Regions from separate parts of the Hordeum vulgare genome. Here region 1 is linked to region 2. Evidence: chromatin contacts called from public Hi-C data. All regions are on one chromosome and are shown on one strand. The core of a region is the stretch at or near the end of the contact, and the rest is flanking DNA. Distances in the headings are between cores, read along the strand shown.

Region 1 (6,361 bases), core at 3,197-5,696, 410 kb after region 2:
TCCGACGCGGTCATCGACAACCATGAACCAAAGTCCCTCAATCATTGATGGTACACCATTCAAGAGGTCGTGTCGAAGTATTGCGCCCACTTAAAGCATCTCATTGCACTGTGGAATAGTGATGCGCAAACCACTGGGCAAGTAAGTTTATTTGGTCAGTTATGCTAGTTTCGTAGCCGGATATGCATAGTTTTGTATCTGGATATGGATAGTTTTGTTGATCACTAGCCGAATATGCATAGTTTTATTGGTCGTTCGTCGGGTATGTATAGTTTGTTTGATTACTTGTTAAATATGCGTAGTTTTGTGGTCACTTGATGGATATGCATAGCTTTGTTGATCACTAGCCGAATATGCATAGTTTTCTTGGTCACTTGCTGGACATGCATAGTTTTGTAGCCGGATATCTATGCATAGTTGTAGAGCCGGATATGCATTCTTGACAATGTTTTATTTTGTTGACTTCTCGTGCGTGTACAATGTTTAAAAAATTGGAGAAGAAAAACTTCATTGCCAAGGATTTTTGGTTCAAGTTGAATGGAAAACCAAAGTGGAATCTATACATAGCCAAGAACGCCGCCCAAGTCACCGAGGAAGAAAACAGTGACCCAATGACCCTACAAACGAACCATGCAAGAAGGTTAGGAGAGGGTTTCGGGGAAAGAAGTGGGAGGATGAGGGGGAAGCAAGGTGTGTTCCCAAGCTGATTGAAAGTTTCAAGGACATCTTGTCGAAGAAGGGGGAGGCATACGTCAAGGGCTCGGATATCAAGGAGAAAAAAAGACGGAAAGGTTCAAATTATTTATTGAGGTGACCAAGAAGAAGCTCAAGATCAAAGAGAAGAGGACCATGATTGAAAAGAAGAAGGCCATGCTCGAGGAGAAGAATGTGATGCTCGAAGAGAAAAAGGTGAAGATCACAACCGATGGGGAGGACGTCAAGATGTTGTCCTTGAATTTGAAGTCTTTGGATGCCGATGCAAAAATGATCCTGAAAGTCGTCCACTACAGGATGTAGCAACGAGAGCAATATGAGTTGTAGGCAGCGGACAAGAAGGATGAGGCGACGATGAAGAAGGAGGCTGCCTACACGGAGTTGATGACACCTTGAGCGTGGAGGTTTGGATTGCCGATCCGGCAAGGCAAAAATTCTAATAAAAAATTCATCGAATCTCGTATTTATATTATTTTGTGATCAGCTATGTACAAACTAAACATACTTGCCTATTTTTGGTTATGACCGGGCATCTGATCAAGCGCGCACAATGAATCAAACTTTACGTGAATTTTGAATTGCACGTGGACATATACATATATACATGACAACTTTGGATTGATGAATCTTGCATCCATGTCTCTAGACTGGCCCCTCCTCTGAGAGGACGAACGTGGGAGGAAATTTATAGGTTGGTGTTAGCATACCCTTACAATTATCAAGCTTTATTTTTTAAGAGAAATGATTATGTCCAACTGATTAAAAGCGTGTTACACGGCTGCCACCTTCTTTATGCTACGTGTGTATATGTGGCGAAGTGAACCTTATCTCTTCTTTTTTACAGACTTATTGCATCTTCTTTCTTCGTCACGCGTACGCACCTGCAATGACCATGACTAGATGAAGGGCGTGCATGCGTATGCTAGGGGTGTGGCTCTGGCTGGGGCACACACGCACGACGCATAGGGCCCGGGCACAAATGAGCTTCTCCATGGCCATGGCCATGGCTTTCGTATTCGAACGTGCAAATGCCTTTTTTACAACAATGTCTTTTGATGTGTCTTTTCGCAACATTGGCGGTGTTTCAAATGACGGCGGCGAATGACGCTTGTGCTTCTGTGACATGCATCGACAACAACGACTGAATTTCTGCACATCATTTTCGCTACAAAATTGCGTGCAACATTCTTCAACGGGTAGATCTTTATTGCAACATTTTCGACATCACCACTGTTGCATACAAAAAATGAATACGGAAAAATGTTCTACAACACCACTTACACGATTTTCCTACAACACAACCCGAGTTACAAAAAATTATGCAACAAGATCTTTATTGCAAAATAAAGGATGTTGCTCGATCGCTAGATTGTGCCATATCTGACGGCTACCGAGACAACAGATCTTTTACAAAGATTCATCGCGTAGCGCACCCTTTTTAAAGGGTAATTAAGAAGCTCCCTAGAAATAAAGTCCTAGAAAAGGTTTAATTTTGTTTCTCCAAGTGAACCACATATTTAAGGAGGGGCTAAGCTAACGCCATGACCCCCCAAGACCTCCTATACCACACTTGTGGCATGAGCACTCAGCTCGCGCTCAAGCGCACGTGCTATGGGCCGACCCAACTAAACTCACCTCGAGCGCTCGCCCTTGATCGCGTGGTTCAACCACTAGAACATTGACCAGTCAAACAGCTCATCGTTGACTTTCTAAAAAATTAAATTTGAAAAACTAAATGTATTTTTACAAATTTGAGGTAAAAAAACAAGTTTGAGAAAATATCAGAAAAACAAAGCTTCACAGAATCGGGAACAAAATCATCTTTTGACTAAAAAGTACACGCATTTGACAAAATTGACGGATACGAAAAAAGTCAGGCATTAAAAAAGTTCATTGATTTTGAATTAAAAAAATCATGAATTCAAAGAAAGATCACTAGATTTGAAAAAAATCATGATAAAAAAGTTTAAAAATTTGAGAAAAGTCCATCAATTTTGAAAAAGTTCATCAATTCTGAAAAACGGTTCACTGGATTTTCAACATGAAAACAAAATTCATCCATTCTGAAAAATGTTTGCGAAAAAAATCAAATGTTTACACGAATTTGAGTAAAGTTTTGAATTTGAATAGGTTTGCTAATATTTAAATAAAATAAAATGATTATATAAAAAGAAACATAAAACAAAAACCCGAGTAAAAAACATATGAAAGACCAGCCAAGCAAAATATAAAAAGATTTGGAAGGTGGAAAATAAAAAGCAACAATAGTATTAAGCCTTATACAATGCAAGACGATTAGGTGAGGTGCTTAAAAAATAAAACCGGTTTTTGTTAGGTACGAGTGTTTATTTGTCGAGGATAGACGTGTAGTTAGGTGTCTCTTCTGTAGAAATAAATATCTGTGCTTAAAAAAATGATTTATTTTTAAAACATCTTCCTAAACACGTAACATTAGGCCTGAGTAGGCACAACAGGTTAGCCTTCTGAGTTGGTTACTGAGTTTGAAAGGAAACGGTGAGGTTCTGACTTACGAGAGCTGCTATGTGACGTGTTTTGCGTCAACTAGCCATCGCTTTGCACAGAACAAACAGCCAATTTGGCGAGCTTTCTGGCCGCGCTGCGCGTTTCACTGTTTCTGCACGCCGGCCGTTTAACTGTTTTCCTATTTCACTGACCATTTGGCTGTTCCTGTTACCGTTTCACTACTTTAGCGCTTTTCACTGTACATTTGGCTGTTCCTTGTACTATTTCAAATGGTAGTACATTGTTCTGCAAAATTCTGTTTCTACAACATTTACAAAGCGGACATGTTTTAGAAATGAAGAACATATTTTAAATTTGGGAAATAAAGATCATTTTTCAAAACAGGAACGATTTTAGAGTTGTGGACAAATATTGAAGAACAGGAAAATGTGAGCAAAATTTTCAAATTCCGGAACATTTTTTCAAATTCTGGAACATTTATTAAATTCTATAATATTTTAACAAAATCTGGAACATTTTAACAAATTCGGGAACATTTCCTAAAAAACTTGGTTAGTTTTAAATTCCGAAACATTTTTCAAATTCCTGAATATTTTTTCAAAATCCGGAACATTTTCACAAATTCCGGAATATTTTTCCAAAATCTGGATTTTCAAATTCTGCAACATTTTTTCAAATTCCAGAACATTTTCACAAATTTCGGAACATTTTTTCAAAATCTTGAAAATAAAATCAAATTCCGGAACATTTTTCAAATTCTGAAACATATTTTTTCAATATTCGGAACATTATTTCAAAATCTTGAACATTTTTTCAAATTCTGGAACATTTTTACAAATTCCGGAAAGTTTTTTCAAAATCTTGAACATTTTTTCAAACTATAGATCATTTTTCAAATCCTAAAACATTTTTTCAAATTCCAGAACATTTTTTGAAAATTCAGAACAATGTTGAAACAGAAATAGAAAAAAAAGAAACAAAAACAGAAACAGAAAAAACAGAAAAAAAATAAATAAAAAAGTTTCGGTGAACCTTTTAGAAGTTTTCTTAAAACAGGAAAAAACCAAGTGGAAACCTTTAGAAGGTTTCCAAAACCGGAATCGGTGAAAGTTTGAACGGGCCGGCTCAAACCCAGTCGCTCGCTCGCACCCACTGTGTGAAGCGGCGACTATTTGCCACAATGAGCGGCGAATAGGAAATTCCCTGACTTACAACCTCACTTTTTGAAGGTTGAAAAAAGTAAATGGGCTGAGTCCGGGATGTAATGGGTGTGCGTCGGTTTGTTTAGTTGCATCTATCCGAATAGGGAGCTCCTACCTGCTCGGTGCAGCAGGAAGTTCCGAGCCGCACAGTGGGGGCACCCCGAGTCGGCTGGCCCAACTTTGATTCCTTTTTTTCTTTTCATTTTCTTTTACCTTTTTCCTCTTCTGTTTATTTTCTTTTTTGGCTCCTTTTTTCCTCCATTTTTCTTTCTTTTTGTATTTGAAGAAAAAACGTTTTTCGAATTTAAAGAACACTTTATGAAAATCCAGAACATTTTTTCAATTTATCAATGATGTTTGAAAAATGATTTTATTTTTGAAATTTGGAACATTTTATAGAAGCAAGATCATTTTTTGAAAATTTAAGAACAATTTTCAACATTTAAAAACAATGTTTGAACACAATCTAAGTCAAGAAATTAATCTAAATTCTCATACTTAAAACATATTTAGAAAACCTCAAACATTTTCTGAAAACTGGGAATAAATTTTGAAAATCAAAAAGGTTTTTCAAAGTTATAATATTTTTTTTTAAAGAAATGTTTGAATTAAAAAAAACTTCGAATTTGAATAACAACTTTTGAAAATCCAGAATATTATTTGAAAATCCGAAATATTTTTTGAAGATCCTGAGCATTTTCTTGAAAATCGAAAACATTTTCCGAATTTGAAGTACAATTTCTGAAAATGCCAAACATTTTTCAAAAATCCAAAACGTTTTTGAAAATCCAAAACATTTTCTAAAAGTTCACAACGTTTTTATAAAATCCAGTTTTTTTTAAAAAAAAAGCATTTTTGAACTCGAAACACATTTTTAAAAATCCAAAACATTTTTTGACAATCCAGAATATTTTTTAAATCGAGAGAGAAAAAGAACAAAATAATAAAGAAAAATGAAAACAAAACAAAAAAGGTTCACGAAACCTTCTACAAGTTTTTCAAAACTGGAAAAAGGTGGCTGAAAACCTCTAGAAGGTTCCTAAAACCGGGATCACTCAAAGACGCTAGCGGGACCGGTCCAAATCCCATGGCTCGCTCTGAAATCCTGTGTGTTTGCGTGACTAGCAGCAGCAAAGAGCGGCAACTATGGTTTTCCATCTGAATAGGCGTGAGGACGCCAACCACCCCGACCCACAACACAGGAATATATATTTTTTGAACTTCGACGACATTTATTGAACAATAGTCATGTGTTAAAAGAGAGGGGATCTAGAAGGTTACTCCCTCGGCATTGCCATTGCACATGACTACTTATGCCTATGTTTGGCGGCGGGCAAAAGGCATGTGGCGACGCACCTTGCAGGTCACAGCCGATCAACACCAATGGTGGAAGTTGTCACGTTGCGCGTGATGACCACGACAATGCGCAACAAAATTAGTGGTGAGTCCCTCTTTCATTAGTTTATTTGATAATTGATGTGACAATATGGATCTGCAATTCCGCGTTAGGATTTAGGTTGCATCAATTTCTTGATTTAGATGGCATTGATCAGGTGCAACAATCTCTTGTTTTATCCTCACAAAATGGTACTAAAAAATTCGACACAACACACCGATTCTAAATCATTCGGATTTAGTTTGTCAACGATAGTCTAAAAAGAAAACATATAAAAGCACAATCCATAGTTATACATTACTTGTATTCACAAAAGTAACAATATACAAAGATAAAACGTATATACGCAACAAAAAACAATGAAGGAACAATCGGTTATACTGTTGCATACAACCTTCCCTGCAATTACCTTGTACCGAAGATCTTCTCCGTCGTTGGAGAAGAAAAGCACAAGAATCCGAGCCTATTCAACGTCGGATCCATGGCCAACACCAACCCCCCCTTCAACAAGCGGTCAGATTCTGCACCGTCTTCCGCAAATCTGTAATAGTCATCACCACTCGAT
Region 2 (5,941 bases), core at 1,236-3,735:
TCATAAGTGGGTTGCTTGTTTAAGTAAGAACAACATCTTAGCACTGGTCCACCAAGATATCAAATTATCAAAGTAACCAACGCGAATTAACTCAACATGCAGAACATGACTAGGCGGAAATTCCCATGTGTCCTCGGGAGCATTTGCTTCATTTAAGATTACTTTCAAGCCTATGGTTTTCTACAAAAAGGATCGGGCTAACTTGCTACACACTTTTTTACTATTGTTATGTGTCATTTGTTACGAATTATCTTGCTACAAAACTATCTATCACCATTGCTCACAACACTTCTAGAGAATACCTTGCTGAAACTGATTATCTTTTCCTTTTGTTCCTCGTTGGGTTCGACACTATTACATATCGAAAGGACGACGATTGATACCCTATACTTGTGGGTCATCAGCATCTTGTTCGATGCTTGACAGAGCACGCATGTTGAGTCTGTTCGATTCGGCACCCCAGCCAGACATTGACTATGTGCTTCAGCAGTGTACAAACCGAAGCCCATATTTTTCACGTGTCCATGCTGCCCTCAAGTCTCTAGTTAAATTTCTTGCCAACGAGACCTCAAGAGGTGGGTGAAGAAAAGCTACGCCAATTGTTTGGCTTACACATGCATTGGCTCAGCAGGTTGGGCAAAACCAAAGAAGTCCGTTGTATTTTCTTTTTGAGAGAGAAAGAGCATGCGGGTCGCGTAAGTGAAGTGCTTGTGTTTATGCGATGCCCAAATAATGCAAAAGAACCATTATCAAAAGGATATATGTGATGCAATGGATAAAAATGATGATTACTCACATAGTTATTGCTCACTGAGTTTCCTCGTGCCTCTCTTGGTCAACAAAGTGATGCAACTCGACACGGCTACGATAGCGCAGTAATACGCACCAAGATGTCCATCCTAGGCATCGTCGTTCTTGTATCTCCATGCATCCGGACTACACGACGCCTTCATCTACTAGCACACGTCCATATCTCACGTCGAGCCGCCACTGGAATGCCTCCGGCTTCTTGGATCACATTGTCTCCACAAGTCACTTGTGCATTAACTCCCAGCCATACGGATGTGCACTACACGACAATAGCATACTCATCCTATTTGATGCCAACATTTATGGTTCTACCCCTCTCTCTTTTGTACTTGTATAGCAAAAATAATAATGGAATTCCTTTGACCCACGTTTTTAGGTTCATCATCTTCTGTCCTGCTTTGTTGTTTAATCAATCAATAGTACATTCGCACACAATAAAGAAATGGGACAAACTCTTGCCAAGGATGATATAGAAGTGCCACCTCTAGACCTTCGAACGAGGGGCGACCGCTTAGGGCCTAGGCCCGAGGGGAGCCCATAATCCTATGTGTTACATACGCTCGTACACATAAGCCCATACTCATTTCCAAAAAAGTGGCCCATTGTCCCATCTGTGTAGCTGTGCGTGGAACAAGGGTTGAATCCTATTCGACGCCTTAACCGCTTCTTAAAGGCCATTCAGTACGCAACACATATCCCTTCTCCTCGCTCGATCTAAATAGTTTGGCCGAGCGGAACGCACGAAAGGAATCTCACTCCTCCGTTTAGTGAAGTTGCTAGAAGCTTCCTGACCGGTTTTGGGAAGCTTCTCGAAGCTTTTAGACAATTTTTAGTATGTTTTATTTATTTATTTTTCTTCTTCTCTTTTCCTTTTTTTCATTTTTCCTCCTTTTACCTTTAAAAATTTGTGAAAATTATCAAATTCGAAAACTTGTCTTCAAATCTCTCGACCCTTTTTTCAAAAACATGGACTTTTTTCCAAATCCACAACGTTTTTTGAAAATGATGAAAATTTCCCAAACTCGTTAACTTTTATTAACCAAATCCATGATTTGTTTTTTAAATTTGATGATCTTTTTTTGAATTCTTGAACTTTTTTCAAAATTGATGAATTTGTTTCAAATCCATGAGTTTTTTGAAATTATGTACTTTTTTAAAAGTTATTGAACTTTTTAGAATTTGTGAATAGTTTTTCGAAATTGTTAATTTTTTTTCAAATAATTGAACTTTTGTTTTGAATTTGTGAACTTTTTCCAATTTGATGAAATTTTTTCAAATCCATGAACTTCGTGAATTTGTGAGATATTTTCAAATTTGTGATATTTTTAAAATCCACAAACTTCTTAGATCCAGACTTTTAAAATGCGTTAACCTTTCAAAATTTACTATTTTGTTGAAATTTGTGAAATTTTTCTCAAAAGAATTTAAATCTATGCACTTTTTCCGAAAGTCATGGCCATTGTTCAACAGCGAGTGGTGAGTTGTTTTTTCAAAAGCATTAGATCAAACCAACAACAGAAAAACAAATCGATAAAAAAACAATGGACAAAGCGAGCGACAGATTGAGTGGCCGATGCGGACGAACCTAGTAAACGAACATGAGCTGGCATAACTTTCAGCCGTGGGCCGTTAGCATTAGTGCGGACACCGGTTCGGCTCCCTAGCGCGGAATTTCCTATTTGACGCTCTTTCCGTCAGATACTCTGGCTTCATGCAAGGGGAGCGACCTAGCGATGAGATGGCCAGGCCCATTTAGTCGGTTTTCCCTTTATTCTATTTTTTCTTGGTTTCACTTCATTTTTTTTGCTTCTTCGTTTTTCATTTTTCTTTTTCGAGGTTATTTTACATTTTTCAAAATGACTTCATGTTCGAAAATTATTCTTAAAATTCAAAAAATATTCTTGATTTTCTAAAAATGTTCTAAATTTGATATAATTTCTATTTTTAAAAACCTATTCATAACTTCAAAAAATGTTGTAATTTTCAAAAAATGATTGGGGTATTTAAAAAATGTTCCTGTTTTTCATAAAAAATGGGAATGCCTTAGTTCAAAATTTTCAATTTTTTTAAAATAATGTTCAAGTGCGATAAAAAATGCTCCTGTTTTCAAAAACTGTTCGCAAATTGCAAAAAAATTCACGTTTTCTTTCTTTTGAGAGTTTCAAAATTTTTCCAAGTTTCACTAGTTGTTTCCAACTTTTTCCAAAAACTGTTTAACAATTTCAAAAAAATTGTTCCAGTATTTCAAAAATTGTTCACACATTCAGAAAATGACGTGTTTCAAAATATGTTCACTAGTTCGCATTTTTTTATTTTGTTCACAAATTAGAAAATGTTCGGGAAACTGAAAAAAGTTCGATTTCTTAAATTAAAGCAAGAACATGCTTGTGTCTTTTCTTTTACTTTTCTATTTCCATTATTTACTTTTCTTGTATACTTTTATTTTTTAAAAGTTCATGTTTCAAAAATTGTTTGGAAACTTAAAAAATGTGTGTCCTTTCAAAAAATGTTAAATTTTTTAAAAATAGTCTTGTTCAAATAAACTGTTCATAAATTCAAATAATGTGTGCACTTTAAAACATAAATTCGGACATTTCAAGAAATGTTCTCATTTTGCAAAATTGTTTGGGATTTCAAAAAATGTTTATGTTTTCAAAAATTGCTCACAAATTTCAAGAAATGGTCTACTTTTCAAATTTTGTTTACGTATTTCAAATGTTGTTTCTGTTTTTGAATTTTATTCACAACGGCGCAATGCAATACGGAGGGCCACCTCCTCCACATCGACGTTCGACCCTTCGGAGTCGCTTCCGTCGCCAGCCATCAAATCAGAGTGTGCGGAGGGGAAGTGGAGTGGACGGAGAGTGAACTGTCGAATGTCTAGGGGTTATTAGTGGGGTCCGCGTTGGGCCGGTATGACGTGCTGGTGGGATTGGTGGTGGGCCACAGAGTGAGGCGGGCGTACCCCCCATATCCGCTCTATATTTGAGCTGGATATGAGGGGTGCCAGTCAGCGTGAGTGTTTGAGGCCGGTTTAGGGAGTCCGTGTGGGTCGATTTTTTGTGACCGGACAGTCACCGGATGGCTTACCCAAACATTTAAGGAGGGTTTGAGGGGTCCGGCTATAGATGCTTCTAGGCCTACCTACATTGTACATCCATAATCCATCCCCTCAACTCCCCATCTGTTTATCAAGTTATTATCATTATTTGTTAGGCGGTGCGATTTGGCTATCGAGCTCATCTACACCCCTATAAATAGTAAAATCAAATAAAATACTAGAAACATTCATAAAATTTTGAATTTTGTTTGCATGACAGATGTTTCATGCATCAGGTTCATGCCAAATTTGAGCTCATTTTGACATTTGAGTAGCTCTCAGCAAAAAAAAACAAATATGAGATATGTAAAACAATGTAGTATTCATGTATTGTCCGGACAGATTTCATTTTTTGTTCAAAGTTACTCGGATGTCCAAACGAGCTGAAATTTGGCATGAACGTCACACACTCAAACATGTTCCATGAAAATGACTTTGGAAGTTTTCAAAAAAATTCAGTATTAGTTTTAATTTTGTTGTTCATAGGGTGCACATGAGCGCGGGCTTATAAATGGATATTTTGTATTTGTCATGTTATATTAGATTGTTAGCGTTCTAATTTTCAAAATCGTAAAGTCCTAATTTCATTTAGGTGTTAAAATATCGCATTAGAAGCATTTGTCTAGTATTGAGAAGAAAATAAGGAGATGATAGGTTTATTGAATGACAAAGGCGTGCTTCAAATAAGTCATTTCATTCGCAAGTAATGTTGATCTCAGCGAAGAACAATCCATAACCTGATCCCGGACATAACATCATTACAACAAAATATAGTTACTGAGGTCAATGAAGATGCTATACAGATCAAAATTTAAATACACATGTTGATGTTAACGAGGATAATATCAAGGAGAAAATTTTGCAGCCTTCATCGGATACCAAAAATCGAATGGAGAAGGATATAGTGGATCATGGTGAAATACAACGGGGGTGGCTTGCCTAAGGGAGCTCGATGATTGGAGGGAGGTCGGAGGCCCGAAAGGAGCGTGTTGATTAGACTAGAGTGCAAGCCAAGTAAGGTTGTTGATGGAGGCCGGTTAGATTCGTGTATAAACCCTAGCCCCGCCATCGATATAAGGCGAGGCTAGGGATTAGCCATATCGATCTACTCTTGTAGAAACAAACTCTTGGTGGTCATACACCATCCCACATTGTAATCCTCACACAAGTATTCCATCATGAATACAAACCATTAGTAGGATGTAGATGTTACCCCTCTAAGGGGGCGACATCAAAACTTGCTTAATTCCTCATCTAACCTCCGCTTTGGTAATTTTGACCGCGTTTGTCACCCTACCGAGGGTACTGAAGGTGTAAGTATGGCCATGTGACCCGCTAGGCACATGCTACACTGGTCGGATAATGAACCCGGATCAGATCCTTGTTCATGCCCAAAACTACATGCCGAGCCAAACCTTCACATTCATCTCCTTCAAACTCGCCATCGACAACCGCGGGCTTCAAAAGCCTCAGATTCCACTTTGATAGACACAACGATATTGTATGCCTTCACACTCGTCCATCACCATTGGCAAGGGGGGGGGGCAACTGACCACGACCAACCACATGATAGTTGGCAATTCACCAACCCATTAGCCTCCCGATACCACAACATGAACATGATCACTAAAACTATTCAATTATCCTGAGATATAAAAGCCATGTTGGCCTCTACTAAATGACCACATCAATAAGTCGGGGCTGCATAATAGATCGACATAACGATCGTCGAGGCACTCCAAGGAGTCGTCGATGATTTACTCAAACCTTATACCTTTATATGCATCAAGTTTGATTTTTGTCTTTGGTCAATAGCTGGGTTGCCCAACTCCTACATTTACACCTTACATTTTCGCTATGCATCTAATGGCGTATCGGGGGCACCTCTATGTTTTTTGCTTCTGATTTGGCCAATAAAGCACCGCAGATGGGAGAAGTTAAAGGATGACTGTCACAACACACACTAACTAGGTTGGCAGATCGGGAATAAATGAACCCACATAGAGGGGTATTTACCTAAAGCAAGCAGTT

The links. A called contact is a pair of places that touch in the nucleus more often than the background predicts.
Region 1: a Hi-C map of leaf shows a contact between it and region 2, with 4 times the contacts expected there. The contact joins two enhancer-like sites. A contact is called at or near these places in 2 of 6 Hi-C or Micro-C datasets (leaf and seedling).

Annotation. Positions count from the first base shown.
Region 1 is chr3H:493,176,390-493,182,750 of MorexV3_pseudomolecules_assembly, forward strand. No RefSeq gene overlaps it. Among protein-coding and RNA genes, the nearest start is that of LOC123444442, 160 kb to the left of the region's middle. Within about 2 kb of position 4,447, at least 3 of the 3 cell types and tissues checked have open chromatin away from gene starts, as enhancers often do. A contact at or near this core is called in leaf, where this site is marked.
Region 2 is chr3H:492,772,991-492,778,931 of MorexV3_pseudomolecules_assembly, forward strand. No RefSeq gene overlaps it. Among protein-coding and RNA genes, the nearest start is that of LOC123440269, 75 kb to the right of the region's middle. Within about 2 kb of position 2,486, at least 2 of the 3 cell types and tissues checked have open chromatin away from gene starts, as enhancers often do. A contact at or near this core is called in leaf, where this site is marked.